Linked DNA regions of Mus musculus: region 2 is linked to region 1. The links are chromatin contacts, called in public ChIA-PET maps. All regions are on one chromosome and are shown on one strand. The core of a region is the stretch at or near the end of the contact, and the rest is flanking DNA. Distances in the headings are between cores, read along the strand shown.

Region 1 (3,122 bases), core at 340-2,839:
ACACACACACCTGCTTCTGTCTCCCCAAGTGCTAGGTTTAAAGGCGTGCACCACTACACCCAGCCATTTTTTAATGTTTTAAGCCATCAAATTTGTGGTAACTTGTTATGGCAATGACAGGGAAATGATATAGGAACCAACACCTAAGCCTGGCCTTTGGAATCTGCCAAACATTCTCCCACACTCGGCCAGATGTGATTTCATTAGTCCCAAGCCCCAGTCCCTACCCCTACCATCCTGGCATCACATGTTTGGAAGCCAAGTTTGAGCACCCCCTCCCAGCCACAGAGCCTGTCTGACAAATGTTCCCCTTTCACTGTTCTCTCTCTCTGGCTACTTATTTTTAGCCCCTGATTCCATCTACCTTATATGGTTCTCTGTTCATCTCATGAGTACGGACTAACCCCTCTCCTGGTTTGTAAGCTCTCTGAGGACAGAGAATCCCAAAGATATTAACAGCCCTAGTGGGAGTGAAATGCTGATAGAGTCCCTCAGTTGTTCTTGTCCCATGATATTTGAGGAAACTGGCAGCATATATCAAGTGACAGCACATATGCTCAACAGAGAAAACGTGCTGCCACTGTCACAGCCCTGTTAACATTAAAAGAACTTATTTTTCAAAAGGGTCTTGCTATGTAGCTTTGGCTGTCCTGGAATTAACTATGTAGAGCATGCTGGCCTCGAACCCATGGACATCATCCTGCCTCATGGGTGCTGGAACTAAAGGCATGCACCACCATGCCTGGCTCAAGGAATATTTGGTTATAAGAGCTGATGGACATTTTTTGGAGACAGGGTCTTGTACACCCTAATCTGGCCTCCAACTCACTACATATCCCAGGATATTGGGACGACCTTGAACTTCTTATCCTCCCAAGGGGCAGGATTATAGGCACCATGACCAGTTACGTGGTGCTAGGGAGGAAGCCCAGGCCTGCACATTGCATTAGACAAGCACTTTACCAGCTGAGCTATCCCCACCCTAGCTCCCTTATTCTTTTTTTTTTTTTTTTTTCCGGAGACAGGGTTTCCCCGTGTAGCCCTGGCTGTCCTGGAACTCACTCTGTAGACCAGGCTGGCCTTGAACTCAGAAATCTGCCTGCCTCTGCCTCCCAAGTGCTGGGATTAAAGGTGTGCGCCACCACTGCCCGGCCCTTATTCTTACTTTAATTACATAGCCTCCATGTTCTCAATAGGTCAAGTATTATTATCCCTAGTTAATAGGTAAAGAAATGGGTACAGAATGATCGAGGTGGTGCACGTCTATAATCCCAGCATTTAGGGGGTTAAGGAAGGAGGGCTATAAGTTCAAGGCCAGCTACAGCTACATAGAGATACTGTTAACAGAAAGGAAACAGAAAGAGGAGCCAAGAGTCTGACTTTGTCAGTCAAACTTTTACCTATTGCCATCTAGGGAAAATTCTATTGGAGACAACTGGGCAGTGAGGTTCTAACCCAATGGCCACTTGGAAGAGGACCAGGGGCTGCAGCTTGGCAGTGGTCCGCTGGAGGAGGGAAGGAAGGAGGGGACTCCCAAGGCCCAGGGCTCTCCCCTGGCTGGGTTCTGGGCTGAGCTCCCAGCACAGCCCACTTCCTGTAAGCACCAAACTGCAGGCCAGGCTTTGCCTGCACCTGTTTGAACTCAGAGTGCTGTCCCTGCTGTAGAAGGATCCAAAAATATCTGAGAGGGAGGAGAAGGGGGTGGGTCTAGTCAAAAGGAAAGCAGGCTAGGGAGACAAGTCTCTTAGCTTGGCCCTCAAGGCTCTTTCCAGCTGGCTCCCATCCATCAGGGTGGCCTTGTCTCCCCCTGAACATGAGCTGCCCCTTCTAGCCAGTATGGCTCTCATCCTGTTCCTGCCAGTGCAAAACTTTGAGCTTCCCCTTGACTGTAGATCACTCTGCTTACACAAATCATCTGCTCATTCATTAGACATTATTAAGTGCCTTCAGTGAGCCCCATTCCATGCTAAGTATTACTAATACAGTACAGTAGTCCCCTGGTCTTACAGGGGGTGTGTTTCAGGTTCCACGTGGAAGGAGGCCTGAAACCACATAGTGCTGGGTTCTATATAGGATGTGGGTTTTTTTCCTGTTCATACATACCTATGATAACCTCTTAACATTTTTATTTCTTTACGTATTTGTTGGTGAGAAGGATGTGCACATGCCATGGCACATGTGTGGAGGTCAGAAGGCAATTTGCCAGAGTGAGATCTCTCCTTCAACCACTGAGTTCTGAGGAAGAAACTCAGGTTATCAAGCTTAGCGGCAAATGACTTTCCCTGCTGAACCATCTCTCTGGCTCCACACAATTTTAATTTGCAAATTAAGCAGCCTTGGACGTGTAGCTCACTTGGTAAAGCGTGTGCTTGCATGAGCAGAGCCTTGGGTTTCATCCTCAGTGTCGCATTAAACCAGGTATGGTACCTCGCACTCATAATCCCAGCACTTGGGAGGTGGAGGCAGGAAGACCAGTTCAAGATCATCCTAGACTAGAGTTTTCCCAGGCTGAGCTACCTGAGACCCTGCCTCAAGAAGAGGGAGGTGGGATGGCAACCAGATGGAGCAGTAGGAAAGAATGTGCCCAAGCCTGGATAACCTGAGTTTGACTCCCAGAACTCTACATGGTAGAAGGGACCTGACTCCCACAAGTTGTCCTCTCTCCTCCACACATGCACCAAGGCATGTATATACATGTGTGCATATACACACAGAATAAGTAAATAAAAAAGGTGATAACATTTTAAATTAGGCACAGTGAGCTGAGGATGTAGCTCAGTGGCCGAGCACATGCCCAGATTGGATGAGAGCCTGGGTTCAGCCCCCAGGACTGTAGAGGGGTGGGGAAGGCAGGAGAGAGTGACAACAAAACTAATGACTGAAACAATCAGGACGTGAGTGGCAGTGCTTTCCATCCTTACTCTTGGGAGACAAAAACAGGTGCTCTCTGAGAGCAGAAGACCAGCCGACTCTACATAGTGAGTTCCAGACCAGCCGACTCTACATAGTGAGTTCCAGGCCAGCCAGGCCAAAGCCATATAATGAGATGCTGTTTCAAAAAAAGTTATTTAAAATTTATAAGTTACTTATTTCTGGGATTTCCCTTTTAATCTTTTTGGACC
Region 2 (3,122 bases), core at 444-2,943, 370 kb after region 1:
CCAGCCTGCGCCACACTGAGAGAGGGGCCGAGTCTTCCACACGGCCCATTTCCCATGAGACACCTGCCTGCCTGCCCAGCCTGGGGCAAGGACCTGCAAGCAGAGCCACTGGGCTCCAGCAACTGCCATGAATGTGGTTTTACAAGTTTTACCACATCCAACCCAAGAGACAACAGGGCAGATTAAGACTGTTGCAGAGCTGAGCAGTAAGGCACTTCCCTGGGGTGGGGCTGCAGGGGGAGGGGACAGAAGGCAGAGCGTTCAGGCCTCAGAGGCTGACAAGCACTGCTACCTCCAGGGGTAAGCAAATCCAGGCTAAAGGAAGAAGCCTTCCCTCTCTTGCATAGGGACATTGGCCTGGAAGTCTAGCAGGGAGTAGATAAACAGATCGAAGGCTTGGTATCCAGAGCTGGAAGGGCTACAGTCTTCCCAGCCTGGGGAGGTTCTGATCCTGCACCAGGAAGTTAAGCCTTGGTCTCCACTTCCTGGCTTTTCCTACTGAAAATGGGATGGTTCCCACTGGGAAGCCAAGCTCTGGGGTCTCCAACTGGGCACAGAATACTAGACTGGCTCTGGTTGTGACTCACACATGTACCCACACAGCTACAAGCCAGAGAGTCTCATCTCGATACCCACAAGTGGTGAATGTGGGGTTTTGAGTTAGAGGAACAGAGGCATCTTAGTAACACAAAAGACTGGGCACATAATCCTACCGGTCAAGAGAAACCTGGGAGTAGATGAGAGCCAGACTGACCTTCCCATCTTCTGTCTAAAATGCCCTAAAATAAGTGAACCGTATACAGTACACCATCCCAAGATACAGGTTCCTTTGTCAGGCCCGAGGATACCCAGGTCTTCATAAGGATCCCGCCCCGGTGACACCTTTGGAGTGGGCTACACACATACAGACTCTCGTAATTTACTCTGAGGATCCAGCACACCACCCATACACTCCATGACGTATATGAACATACACCGCACCATACCCAGCACGATTACCATCAGCAAACCACCACCTATGTACACGCTGCACACACACACCAAACATGACACAAAGGTATCCTGTATCAGACACGCACTCGAGACGGGCTTTGAGTCCGCACACGCGCCCACATGCCCACAACCTTCGATGTGCCCTGCTGACGCCCAAGCGCGGTGCGTGCGTAAATACAAATCCACATGTACGTGTGCGCACTCCCGCAAACCGCCCACCCGGCACACCGACCCTGAGACCGCTCTCTCCAAGCGACTCCGCCTCCGGCACGGCCCTGGGCGTCTTCCAGGCGGCTGTCTCCTCCTCAGCCGTTACCGGGACCGGGGGGGGGGGGGTGTTGGGGGAGGGTATCCAGTCCTGATAGCGGGGTTTCCGGGGCTCTGGCCTGGCGGTCGGTGATGCCCGCAGCCGGCACCCCGGCACGTGTCCACACCGCCCGCGCCCGTCCCCGGTTCCCCTACGCACCTCGAACTGCCAGTGGGCCGCTTGTAGCAGTTGCTTCGCCTGATCGGCCGCACAGCCCGCCGTCAGCACGAACTGGTTGATCATGACCTGGTGTTTGAGCTCGTCCATGTTCACGGACATGGCGCCGCCGTGCAGCCCGCTCCGGCCTCCCTGCGCGCTAGCCTCACGCGTCCACCATTAGCGAGCCGGCCCCGGCTAATACAAATATTTACTGTGCGCTCTGACTCACCGCGCCTCGCTGCCCCGCGGCCGGCGAAGCATGCTGGGATGTGTAGTCCGCGACGCCCCCGCCGAACGGACCGGGAAGGAGCGTGGACGCCCTCTCCCGAGCGATCTCAGTGGGGCGCGCAGCCCGTGCCCCAGGCTGAGAGGCGAAGTTGCGAACCAGGGACCATTGCACAAGCTTGCCTTATCACTGGGCCCTGGAGGTCCTGTGTGCTGCTGTGCTTAGCATCACAATATTAATAGGCGCGCTCTTAGGGGACTCTCTGATAGCTTTGGTCCTACTCCACTGCCCTAGGCTGAAACACTCCTAAAATCCTGAGACTTAGAAAACGCTCGGTATCGCAGAGCATCTGCCTTTCAAGGCGCTGCTAGAAATCACCACCTCCTGGAAGCATTCCAGAGCTCGCAAGGCATCTTTGCCTAACTCTTGGCCAGTCGTGCAGGAAGAGCGTCTTAAAAAAAAAAAAAAAAAAAAAAAAAAAAAAAAAGACAGCCCCTGCTCCGGAGCCTTGGCGTCCCCTTTCTTTCAACTCCCACTTTCCCACGCAAAAGAAAAACTTCCAGCAGCCTGCTGGCAAAAGGACCGCGCGGAGCACGTACAGAAACGGCCACGACTGCCATTCCCACAATGCCCCGGTTTATTTGCATCTTTCTGTCCCAGTGACGTCACCTGAGTGAGGTCGCGACTGTACCAATGGGCCGTCACGGGGTGTTAGGACCTGGCCATATAAGGTAAACAAAGCTGGCCGCCCAATGAGGCGGCGGCGGGGGCGGGCGCATCACGTGGCGTGGGGGCGGGGTCGGGAGCTGGGTGCGTGATTTCGCAGGCGGTGTTTACAGCCCCGCACATGCCACTTCCGGCTGACGTCGCGGTTGGTAGAGTGGCCGGTCGGACGTGGAAGAGTCGCCCAGAAGCTGGGGGGAGGAGAGGGCTGGCGTTGTCTTCTCGGCTGAGAGACGTTGCCCGGGTTCTTTGCTCTCACTGGCCTCACCTTTGACCTGGCCCCCTGTAGAACCAGCCGGGAGGGGAGGCGTTAGGTCCGAAAGCTTCATTATAGCGACACTGCCCCGAGGAAGTAAGCGCAGGCCTCGGAAGCCAACTGCGGGCTCTTGAGACGTTTTGATACACCTGATCCTTTGTTCTCGCTAGGACCGCTGAGGCCGTAAAGGTGTGGGGCCCAGTTGATACCTAGGGAAATGGAGTTCTATCTTGCCCTTCACTCCTAGGGGCTCTCCGATCGGGTGGCTGGAGGAAGATGGGAAGGAGGTGGGACTGAAAGATCCTTAGATAGGAAGAAAAGGAGGAAGAAACGAGGACGGGGAGCTTGGAAGGCTCTGAGTTATAGCTGCGAGTTTAGTTTATGGGTAGCAGCGGGACTAGTGAGTGTCTCCCTTTCTTAGACGTTTTGCCCATCTGTCCACACGAAGTAAGATTTCA

The links. ChIA-PET counts read pairs in DNA pulled down with a chosen protein or histone mark.
Region 2: a contact with region 1 is called in an RNA polymerase II ChIA-PET map of memory CD8 T cells, with 15 read pairs. The contact joins the promoter of Ubald1 here to the enhancer-like site in region 1. A contact is called at or near these places in 1 of 39 promoter capture datasets (the HPC-7 cell line), 2 of 115 datasets of contacts at active chromatin or transcription factors (CD8 T cells and memory CD8 T cells) and 1 of 9 other capture datasets (pancreatic islet).

Annotation. Positions count from the first base shown.
Region 1 is chr16:4,511,217-4,514,338 of GRCm38.p6, forward strand. All of the region lies in intron 1 of Srl (sarcalumenin), which reads right to left. Among named protein-coding and RNA genes, the nearest start is that of Srl, 10 kb to the right of the region's middle. Within about 2 kb of position 1,590, at least 116 of the 459 cell types and tissues checked have an H3K27ac peak or open chromatin away from gene starts, as enhancers often do. A contact at or near this core is called in CD8 T cells and memory CD8 T cells, where this site is marked.
Region 2 is chr16:4,878,158-4,881,279 of GRCm38.p6, forward strand. It overlaps Ubald1 (UBA-like domain containing 1), which reads right to left and starts at 1,694. Exons shown (of 3, transcript NM_145359.2): 1 at 1,460-1,694. The coding sequence starts at 1,579.